Linked DNA regions of Mus musculus: all the other regions are linked to region 1. Evidence: chromatin contacts called from public promoter capture Hi-C data. All regions are on one chromosome and are shown on one strand. Each heading gives the region's core, a stretch centred on a gene start, on an enhancer-like site or on the middle of the called end of the contact. The rest is flanking DNA. Distances are from core to core; before and after follow the strand shown. Region 1 holds the start of Lsm11 (U7 snRNP-specific Sm-like protein LSM11). Region 2 overlaps Dppa1 (developmental pluripotency associated 1). Region 3 overlaps Ebf1 (early B cell factor 1).

Region 1 (3,547 bases), core at 341-2,840:
CCGGCTGTGAGAGCCAGCTCTGGGAAATCCTGGCTGTGCTGGGAGGATCTGGTACAGTATGCCAGCCCACAAAGGCTCCGGCAGCAGCGCACTGCTTTTCAGGGTCTTTCTCTCTTAATAAACAAATTTCTAGGAACATAACAAAACAAAATCTCTCACTGAGTTCACACCTTCCATTCCAAAAGAAGCCACTTTAACATTGTAACGATTTAATTAGCAGGCTACAGAAGCTATGACTGGCTAAGTAGGTCATTATGTTCACAGGGCAGATGTCATAACTATTTGATATAGCCCTAGGCTGTTTTTATTCCATTTAAACAAGATCTAAATAGCACATTAGAACCTTTGCTGTTTAAGGCTTCATTCATCCTGCGGATCTATTAGGAAGCTGCAAGAAATTCTCTTGTGCCATTTCTACCTTTAGAATTTTAAAACAACCTGCACACAGGGTAACCTGAGCCTGACAGATAGTCCTGCCCCAGCCAGCCAGTAGCTGTAAAACCGCACCTGTGTTTTGGTAGCATTCTGTGTCTGCGGCACTCCAACACTAGTGATTTAATGTGAACACAAGCCGATCAAGTCCCTGCAGCCCAGGCGGAAACGGCACCCCAGGCGGGGCTGTCAGTTCCCATGCTGGGATAGGAGACGTCTCTTGTGCTATTATGTGAACATATCCATCTCCTCACTCTCCACCTGACCCTCAAATCCCACACACCTTCAGACTGGCTGTGCTCCAACACAACTTCTGTACACCTCCTCAACTCCCTGCAGTGGTCCCCAAGACCTCTCATCATTTCTGCAGACCTCTGATGTTCGCCCCATCCCCCCAAACTGTCTACAAGCCCTACAATCGCTCCGTAAGCCTCATCACTACCGCAGCCCCTCTGCAGCTCCTCACTACCTGGGGGACATTCCTCCGGACATGATAGCCTGTGCAGATCTCCCCCACCCCCACCTCATCCCCACCGCCGTGGGTCGTCACTCTCCCTGTTCCTCAACTCGTGCACAGTCTCTGTGACTCACAGGTGACCGTGCCCGCGCCCCCACGGCCCTCGAGACTCCCGCAGACGCCCTTTGCAAGCCCTGCCTAGACCTCCGGCCGCCCCACAGCACTCACAAGGCATCCGCGTAAGCACATTGCGGGGTGCCTTCTTGCTGCGCCCCGGGCCCTGGCGTCGCGCTCCGGCCGTGCCGTCCGTGTCCTCCTTGACCACCATGAGCCGGCGCAGGCGCTGGATGCGCTCGGGATCCGGGGTGGGCGCGGCGCGGCGACGGGCCCTGGACGAGCTCCCGGCTCCCGTGGAGGTTCCGGTGGAGGTTCCCGCCGAGGCCGGCTCCCCCGTGCCCCGAGCCCGACCGCGCCCGGTGCGCCCGCCCTTCAGGAAGCTCTCGTACTCCGCCACGTTGTTGAAGCAGGGCGCGTTGGGGTAGGGAATGGGCGGCAGGCGAGGTGCGTACAAGGCCAGCAGCGGGTCGAAGCTGTAGGAGCTGACGTCCAGCCGCGGGCTGGGCGGGCTGGCTGGGCTGCCGGCGCGAGCCGACCTCGCCCCCCACTCGCGCTCCTCCATGTTTGAAAGGCCCGCAAGCAGAAGCCGATGGGCGGGAGGAAGGAGCCGAGCCGCCAGAGGGCGGCACTGCGCAGCCGCAGCCGCGGCTCAAGGGGACGCACTGCGCAGCCGCGGCCACCAGGGGGCAGCATAGATTCGCTCTGGAGAGCAGCAGGGGGCGTGGCGCAAGGCAGGGGCGTGCTGAGAGGCGTGACCTGCTCAGGCCTCGCTCCGCCTCCACAGACAGCAGACAGGTTGAGGCTGTCCTCTTGACCTTTTTGTTACTAAAGAAGATACTGTTTATTAGTTCTCGTTTCCCTCCCCCATTGATATTAACTATCTCTTCTGAATTTGAGATCTAACGTCAACAAAATATACAAGTAGGGACACATTATTCGAAAACAAAGCCAACATTTTGGAGGCAGTAACAATTAACCATTTATTTAGTAAAACTCACTGATATTCACAGACAGCTTAGAATGGTTGATGCTCCAGACTCGGGGGGTAGACCCCAAGAGCAGCATTTTAAAGTCCCAGGATGTTCTCTGTTGTTCGGCTTGAGCTGGAGGCAAAGGACAGGAAGACAAGACATATCCCATTTTTCATTCCTGTTAAGTATATTCCTGATGTGGATCAGGCTAGCCTGTCTAAGCTCAAATTACTGAGCCTCTTTTGAGTTCTTATTGTCGTCTGAAATATGACAGGAAGGGTACAGAGTATACAGTGGGTGCATGCTAGATGGTTGAGTGCTATAAAAGACGGGTGACTACATCCTCACTTCCTTTCCCTGCCCACTAAGTTTAGAGAACACTTGGTATCAAAGAAAAGAAAACTGACTCCTTGATGTTCTCCTGACTACTGCAAAATCCAAAGAATCAACACTATTTTTTAGCTCTAGTTCAGCAAAAACTCTTTAAGATATATTTCATGTGTATGCTTGTCGGCATGTATGCCTGTGCACTATGAGCAATCAGACATACACACAGAGGCCAGAGAATGCTGGATCCCCTGAGTTGTGCTCGTTGTGAGCTACCATGTGGGTTCTGGGTCTTCCTTCGGAAGAATAGCCATCTCTTCAACCCCAAAGGAATGGTTTTAAAAGTGAGACTCCTGGAGGTAAGTCCCTCCCCATCCAGCATAGCTGTCTTGCTTCTTGCCATCTCCAGCCACACAAGTCATTCTCCGAAGTGCCACCACCTTCTCAAAGTATCAACCGGCATTCAGCCCGCGCTAGCTGCTTTGGGGTCTTCTTTACTTTCTGTAAGTTTGAAAATGTGGCCCAAAAGAACACTTGACTATCTTTAAGACAGAGATGAAACTTAGCACACTGCCACCACCGTGTGAGCTGCATCGTAGGAGGGAAACACACAGACGAAATAAAGAGCAAGCTTTGGGTAGGTAATGGTACTTGATGACACTTGTGTTCAACCCCGGTTTATTGCTTTAAAAATCCCCTGCCTGCATGAAAACTTCCAGCACCATTCAATGACTGAAAACTTCCAGCACCATTCAATGACTATCTCAGGGCATGCCCAGAGGGAGACTTCCCTGGATCTGAAAGCACACACTTTCTCCAGCGGTTGTCAATGAAACTTGGGTCTTTATTCCCTACTTGGCCAATTTTGATATAACATGCTATCAACCTACCATTAAGTTAAATTTGCTCATCAGGAGCTAATGATCTTACTGCCTCTCTAGTATGCTGAGGGAATTGCTTGCCCAAAGTGCTATAATGTTCATAGCTGTGTATCAGAAACATTTGGGCTTTTAAAAAAATCACTGAAGAGTCCCAAACATCCACATGGATATCTTACATTGGCACTTTCAAATTCAACATTCAAATGAACATTTTAAAAAAATGTACCCAGAGGTCTCTGGATGTCTGCTATGTGGGGACATGCATCCTAGCTTAAGACAAACACACAAGTTAAACTCATTCTGTAGGAACCAATTAAGTAGGCCAAGGAGCTGAAGTCTTTATTATACTTTTTTTTCCTCTT
Region 2 (3,717 bases), core at 1,111-3,610, 680 kb after region 1:
ACAGGCTGCTCAATGTGGGTGTCTGGAGCCAACCCAGGGTCTCCTTAAGGACAGTACTTGCTTTTGGGTATGGAGCCATATCTCCAGTCCACGTGTGCACATTGCAAATCACTAAAGACTATAAACTCAATGTATATAGTATCAGAAAAAAAAAACTTTTACATTTTCTGTCTATACAAATATTCTAAGTTTCTTGAAGCAAAACTTTGGAAAGCATTAACTGCCCCTAAAAATGGAGACTGAAGTCTTCTTCAGTGAGTATTTGAGTGTAGACCAAACATCTTTGCCCAAGACAGGAGGCCTGTCCCTAGAATTAGAAGAAACAGCTCCCAATTCAAGTGAACAGGGACAGAGTCAGACACTTTCTGTCTTCATAAATTCCACTATGAACTTTCTGACTCTGTGTCATGTCCTGTCATGATTCAACAGGGGCAGATCACAGCTATATCAGTAAGAGTTGTCTGAGAGTTGAATACTGCATCAGAAAGTATGTAGTATACTGCTCAGTGCTCACTCTACTTAGGTCTCAGCTGGATGGCATGATTTCAGAATAGATGTAAAGCATCCAGAATGCTCTTACCTGACCCTCGCCCCCAGCCACTCCTAAGTTTTTCATCAGAAAGTTATGCCCCACTAACCTAGATCCCTACCATCCTCATCACCTATCCTAGATCAACGATCTACCTAAGTCTGGCTAGTAGTGAATCTCCTGGGAGTCTGATAGAGATGGGTGTCTTCCATCTTAAGCTCTTGCCCAGCAGAGATTGCACATAAAAAGGTTGGGGAATCACAGGAATTATGAAGCTATTGTTTGGATCCAAGTTAACCTGTTCACCTAGATTGTACTTTTAAGACTGCCTTGCCTGGGCGGTGGTGGCACACGCCTTTAATCCCAGCACTTGGGAGGCAGAGGCAGGCCAATTTCTGAGTTCGAGGCCAGCCTGGTCTACAAAGTGAGCTCCAGGACAGCCAGGGCTACACAGAGAAACCCTGTCTCAAAAAACAAAAAACAAAAAACAAAAAACCAAACCAAAACAAAACAAAAAAGACTGCCTTGTTGTCCTGTGTGTCTTATAGCATCTCACGAGAAGGACTCTGAGCCCTGGAACACATAGGTTTCACCTTGTTTGTGAGTAGGCATGTGTGCAGGTGTTGGAGAAGTGCTATTCACCATGTTTCTCTTATACTGGGGAAAAAAAGCCATAGAAGACTGTGTCTACTCTCTATCCAAAAGTACTAATTCTTTGTGTTGGGCTTTGCATGGGAACTTTCATGGGATGACTAGGTTAGTTAGCCTTCAGCTATGATGCAGTGCTGTATGCTGTGTCCTCCCAGGACTGGCTGCATTGAATATGCTGAGCCTGTAATTTGTGGGTGAAGTCAGTCATTTACCAGTGAAAGGTACAAAATCTCTCCCAGCCCCCATACCTTCTCTATATCACAGATGCTTAGAGACATCTGAGGATCTGACTCCTGCCATTTATAAAGTGTTTCCATAGGAACCTGGGCTCAGTTCTCATCTCCATGTTGTCAGTGCAGCTGCCTCCTATGGGTGAGCCTGTCTATTCTCACCCTCCCTGCCATGTCCTTGTTGGTCACTGACAAAGAACAGAAGCTCAGGAGAGGAGCCTCTGCCTGGGCGCAGCCCCTCACTGCTGTGCTATGGAGCAGGCACAGCCTCTCATTGCTGTGCTATGGAGCAGGTGTAGCAAAAGACTCTTTCTTCTTGCTCAGCTTTCCCTTGCTTTCATATTGATTTCTTCTTGAAAGCACACAGCACTGTATCATAGCTGAAGGCTAATTAGCCTAGTTGCCCCATGAAAGTCCCTATGCAAAGTCCAACACAAATAATTGGTACTTTTGGATAGAGAGTAGACACAGTCTTCTATGCTTTTTTTTCCAATATAAGAGAAACATAGTGAATATCGCTTATGCAAATATTTTGGTACAAGGAGTTTCAGAATTTGGGTATTTCGGAATTTAAAAAAAATTTATACATGGCTTACAGATGGTACTCAAGTCTAAATATGGATAGATGTAGCTTTCATATGCATACAGTTCATATTCATAGCTTACATGTACATTTATAAACCACTGATAATTCTGCATATAAATACTTTATGGAACTCAGTTTTCTAGGTGTTTTTATCAAGGCAATGCCCAAGAGATTTTATAGCTTGAAGTACTGCATATTTGCTACTGGGCAATGCAGGTTCAACCTGTAACTCACAAATCAGGAAAATCAGAAGTGCTGTATGAATCCAAATACTGTACTGATGGTCTGAGAGTGCACAGAGATCCTAGACAGGAAGTAACAGGAAACGGTGCCTGGAAGAAACAGTGAGTGAGGGCTCCAGCTGGAGCACACACTGCTCTGCCGGCTGTCACGGTTCCCCGGAAGCAGCAGCAGTCACTCCTGACTCTGCCAACTACAAAAGAAAACCCAGGAACTCGGACCAACTGCTCTGAACACTCTTCTCCTTAATGGATGTGATGTGAAAAATGTGTTCACCTGTTACATGCAGGAAGCTAATGGAGGTAGGGCTCAACCCACTTCTAAGATTTATAAAAGTTGTATTTACTCACTTATTTTCATTTCTTGCTCTCTTTCTTCTCCCCTTCCCTCCTTTGTTTGTATGTGCGCATAATTTTCCATGGGCAAAGTGTTGAGGTCAGAGGTCAACTTGAGAGAGCTGATTCTCACCTTCTAGCAACCAGCTTGCAAGAATTGAACTCAGGTAATCTAGCTCAGTCATGGGCACCTGTTCCCACTGAGCCATCTTGCTGGCCCTCACTCCCCTTTCCCTTAAAGGGACACCTAAGTAATGGGTCTATTGGGTTCAGGAACCAACAACTAGGTGTTGAGGGGCAAGCACTCCTGTCACTCAGTGTGAAAGATAGTGAGGGCAACACAGCAGGCAATGGGTGTGGCTGAGGTGCAGTAAATCTATTCATACCACTAGGTACAAACTATTCACACAATTAGATTCAAACGATTAGATTGCTAGTCCAATATAATGTATGGACAGAGGCATGAAAGCAATTCAAACCCTCCCTGAACAGTAAAAATTTAGTGGAGAAAGAAGCAATCATGCAAACAACAACAACAACCCTCCCCCCAAACAACTGAAAACCAAGAAAACTGAAAACCCTAATCAAGAGGTCAAAATGGGAACAACAAGCAGAAAGAAAACAACCATCTCAGGAGCTCCTCTTTGCTTGCTCTGTGACATTTTTTCTCCCAGGTAGATGGGAAAGTGCATTGGAGCTGATGAAGGTCCCGGGACAGCAGAAGAGTCAGCTCAGAGTGCTTAAGTCATGAGAAATTATACAAAGTGGTTGTTAGGGATCAGATAGCATCTCTTGTGGGCCCAGTGAGGAGCCAAATAGAGGACTTTTAAACACTGACGAGTGAAAGAATTTCTAAGCTTGATAACAACTCACTATTAATGATTCCAAGCCGCTGTGCACAGTGACACGGGCTTTGTTCCCATTAGTCAAAAGACAGGTTAACTCTCTAAGGATGATATCCTCCAGATACATCCATTTGTCCAAGAATTAGATATGCACCCACTGATAAGTGGATATTAGCCCAGAAACATAGAACACCCAAGATACAATTTGCAAAACACAAGAAAATCAAGAAGAGGGAAGACCAATGGGTGGATATTTTATTCCTCCTTAGAATAGGGAACAAAATACCCATAAAGGAGTTAC
Region 3 (3,649 bases), core at 528-3,027, 940 kb before region 1:
TTGTATTAGCTGTTTCAATGTGATTTTTAAACAATTCATTTATAGGTATTTTTAGTATTGTTTTAAACCATGCTTCATTTTTTTATTTCCACCCAAAAGCCATTGTCTATTTTTGTATTATTTGTAAGTTAAGAAGTTTTTTCCAATATATGGCAAAAAAATAGTAGCATATTATTCTTGTAGTATTTAGTTCTGTAGATTTAAAAATAATGTACCCTTTGCTTTGGAAGCATACAAAAACGCTGTTTTACTCTAGTAATATGCATGGAATCTCTCCCTTTGGAGTGACGCATTTTGTGCATTAAATTTGGGGGAGAAACTTCATAGAGATCAATGAACATACTTTCTTTCTTAAGTCTGCTTGTATATTCTCTGTCTTTCACATAAATATAAACCAGCAGATTGGATGCCTTAACAATGCAAATCATATCCATTTCACCTGTACATTGTACTGTGCACCCCCCCCAACTGTCAGCCATCACTAACATTCTAAGAAAAAAAAAAAAGAAAAAGAAGAAAAAAAAAGAGAGAAATCGAAAAGCACAAAAGAACTGTTTTGTTACTTTAAGACAATGTTACTTTTTCTAGTAGAGCAAGAGAACATTAACAAAGCTGCGACTGTGCATGCCCGGATGGATTTCAACGGTTTTCACTAGACTGTCAGAGTGCGGATTTTTATGGGTTGGGGAGGGGAGGGGAGGGAAGTTGGGGGGGTTGGTAGGGGAGGGGAGGGAGGAAAGCTGATTTTTCATGGTGAGAAATAATAATAATGACAACTGATGATAATAATAATAATAATAAAAATAAAAAGAAACTGGAAAAAAATATAAGCAAGGTTTAGCATTGCTTCTCCGTACTCAGAAAGGTTGTCTGAATTCGTGTGGTAAGCGCTGGCCTCAAGATGTCTAACGTCTAAAGCCATATTTTGTCTGGTGAGCCAGACAACTGTCTGCAAAGGAACGAGCAGCAAGCCGGTGAGGTGTCCGGCTCAGACCCTGACAAAAGACGCCACCAATCTGTTAGCCACGTGCTGTGACGTGATGAGAACTTTACTGGAAAGCCCAAAGAGCCTTTAAAAAGAAAATGTGTATCAATTGTGTTTTGTTACTTCTGTTTGATTAGCCGATGGAGAAGTAGTTTGGTTTTAGGAACCACTTTCTTCTACACAAAATCTTGTTTTTAAGTCCCTTTAAGATATAGCCCCCTAAATACAGAATATGGCTTTTAAAAAGAAGATGGAGTAGAGAATTCAATTCAGATTTCCGTTTTGGGGGAAGAGCCCTGCCTCTGGATGACTGGATATGTCCACGCCATGCCCGGCCTCACAATGTAGGATGCAGCTCCATGAACTCATTCTGCAAATCTTTCACCTTCTTTTCAAACGTTTTCAATAGACACACACTGTACAATCCAATTGTTAGAGCACTCAACTACTGTAGAGATTGTTATATTTCATTCTTTTTTATTTCTTTCTTTCTTTTCTTTTCTTCTCCTTTTTTTTTTTCAAAAATTCAAACTGTAAAAAACTTTTCAACGTTCACGATATTTAATTAAAGTTACTTCCTGTCTGTGATAGCAGCTCCTAGTGGCGTGTTCATTTCTCTATGGCAGAAGAGAAGAGCAACACTCAATGGACTGCAAAAGGCCCGGGTTTGCTATTATTCGGGCCAGTGTTAACACCCAGAGAGAATTAGCCTAGGCCTGGGGCACCCACTTCCTTTCTTTGTAGGTCCCACCGGGATCTGCTAATTTGGAATGCAAATTGAACACGCACAGCGTACTGCTGCCCTCTGCTGGCATGAGCCAGGTGTGCACGTGCTGGCCCACATTGGTGGCAAGAGCCCCCAGTCCTATTGTCAGTGAACAGTGAGATTCCCCCCATGATAGGGGCTGAATTGGGAATCCAGGAACTGGTCATTCTAGAACACCATCCTCTGCCCTGGAAGGCTGAGCTAAACTCTTCCTATGCAACTGCTAATTAATCCCAGTGTGCCTCCTGGTCAATTAATTATGTGCCCTGGCTTGCTGATGAGACGTGTGACTAGAGAACATATATATATATATATATATATATATATATATATATATATATATATATATATATGTATATATATATATGTATATATATATATATATAAACTTTGTGTGGATAATAGTTTTTTTTTTCTTTTTCCTGGTTGACAAAACCACATCTGTCTGGAATTGAAAGTTACAGGCACTCAGTCGTTGTGCAAACTTCATAGGTCCACAGAAGATATACACACATCTGGGACCGGGTCATTTAAGGATACATCTTTCCATTGTACGTTCCATGTCTTCACTAATTTTGCAATGACTGGACACGATGAGGTTAATGGCGCTTACAAAATGCCTCGACCAACAGAAACTCCATGGCCAGACCTAAGAGGGTGTCCCATAACCACCAGCACATTCATTTGTGGGAGGCACTGCTATGGCACTACCCTGAAATACAGCCCAAGGTAAGGTCATGAAAGGCCACCCCATGTAAGCCAGAACATACAGAAGCTGCTGTCCTGTCTCCATGGAGACTCCTACCTGATCAGCTTGGCCATCCCCTATTTTTTCAATTCTGTATCAGTTGCAGAGGAGAAACACTGAGCAAAAGGTTCAGGATGACTTCAGGATGCATGTGGTGCCAGACAAGACAACCCGCTTCCACGTCATCCATGTCTATGATGCTTAAACTGCAAGAGGCAGACATATGCCAGAGCTCCACAGAATAAAAACAGATAACCACACTCTGAATTGGCTTAGAACTCCGTAAGGCCTACCTCTTGACAGCATTCATTCATTCATTCATTCATTCACTCATTCATTCATTTGTTCCCTTAAACCTCAAGCATTTGGCATGCCTATGACCCTTGATGAGGAGTAGTGGACCCATTCGTAAGAACACTGGCATTGTTCCCACTCTTGGCGCTTACAATAGAAAAATTGACATAAACCCACAACACACATAACATCTAACGAGGGTATTGAGGTCCGAGTCAAGAATGCTTTGAAGGTATAACATCGTGAGGTCTGACATAATCTAAGGACTTTCTGGAAAAGTCTTCTAGAGAAAGTAGTAGTTGAGCTGAGGCAGAAAGAGTGAGCAGCCGAGGCAGAATGGCTGACAGTGTGATGACTGAACTTGAAGTAAGATGAAGGGCACCCAAGAGCAGAGAGACTGTGTGAGTGGAGTGCACAGATGCCCACAGTGACTTTGTGGGGCACAACGACTCCAATTCACAGCATATTCTGGGCACCTAGCATGGGTTTGGTGTGTTAGATGCTAAGGAGCCAATCAGCTGAGGTGCCTTCACGCAGAGCCTCTGACAAACTCACAAACTCACGGTCCCTGAATGTTCACAAAGGCGGTGGTGTATTTAAATCTGGCAAAATTCCTTGGGGTTAAGCTGACAGGCAGAGAGAAGGAGAGACAGAGAGACACACATAGATAGACAGAGAGAGACAGAAAGAATTTATCCATGAGAGAGAAAAGGAGGGAGGGATGGGAGAAGGGAGGGAGTGAAGGGGAGGCAGGGGCTGGATACAGCCACCAGCAATCACATGCTGCATCTGAAGTGAACATATGGCCAGAGTTGCTCCAGACAATTTGCCCTCACCAGAATGTATGGTCTTCACA

Evidence for each region. Promoter capture Hi-C pulls out the DNA fragments that hold promoters and counts their contacts.
Region 2: a contact with region 1 is called in a promoter capture Hi-C map of hippocampal neurons, with 2.2 times the contacts expected there. The contact joins the enhancer-like site here to the promoter of Lsm11 in region 1.
Region 3: a contact with region 1 is called in a promoter capture Hi-C map of pre-B cells, with 2.9 times the contacts expected there. The contact joins the enhancer-like site here to the promoter of Lsm11 in region 1. A contact is called at or near these places in 7 of 39 promoter capture datasets (the C10 cell line, frontonasal cranial neural crest, hippocampal neurons and 4 more) and 4 of 115 datasets of contacts at active chromatin or transcription factors (astrocytes, bone marrow-derived macrophages, embryonic forebrain and 1 more).

Annotation. Positions count from the first base shown.
Region 1 is chr11:45,943,345-45,946,891 of GRCm38.p6, forward strand. It overlaps Lsm11 (U7 snRNP-specific Sm-like protein LSM11), which reads right to left and starts at 1,591. Exons shown (of 4, transcript NM_028185.2): 1 at 1,118-1,591. The coding sequence starts at 1,568. It overlaps Thg1l (tRNA-histidine guanylyltransferase 1-like (S. cerevisiae)), which reads right to left. Exons shown (of 6, transcript NM_001080969.3): 6 at 1,961-3,547.
Region 2 is chr11:46,618,586-46,622,302 of GRCm38.p6, forward strand. All of the region lies in intron 2 of Dppa1 (developmental pluripotency associated 1), which reads right to left. Among named protein-coding and RNA genes, the nearest start is that of Dppa1, 8.8 kb to the right of the region's middle. Within about 2 kb of position 2,361, at least 3 of the 459 cell types and tissues checked have an H3K27ac peak or open chromatin away from gene starts, as enhancers often do. A contact at or near this core is called in hippocampal neurons, where this site is marked.
Region 3 is chr11:45,006,519-45,010,167 of GRCm38.p6, forward strand. Ebf1 (early B cell factor 1) reads left to right here. Exons shown (of 16, transcript NM_007897.3): 16 at 1-1,578. Among named protein-coding and RNA genes, the nearest start is that of Gm51859, 80 kb to the right of the region's middle. Within about 2 kb of position 1,778, at least 28 of the 459 cell types and tissues checked have an H3K27ac peak or open chromatin away from gene starts, as enhancers often do. A contact at or near this core is called in pre-B cells, where this site is marked.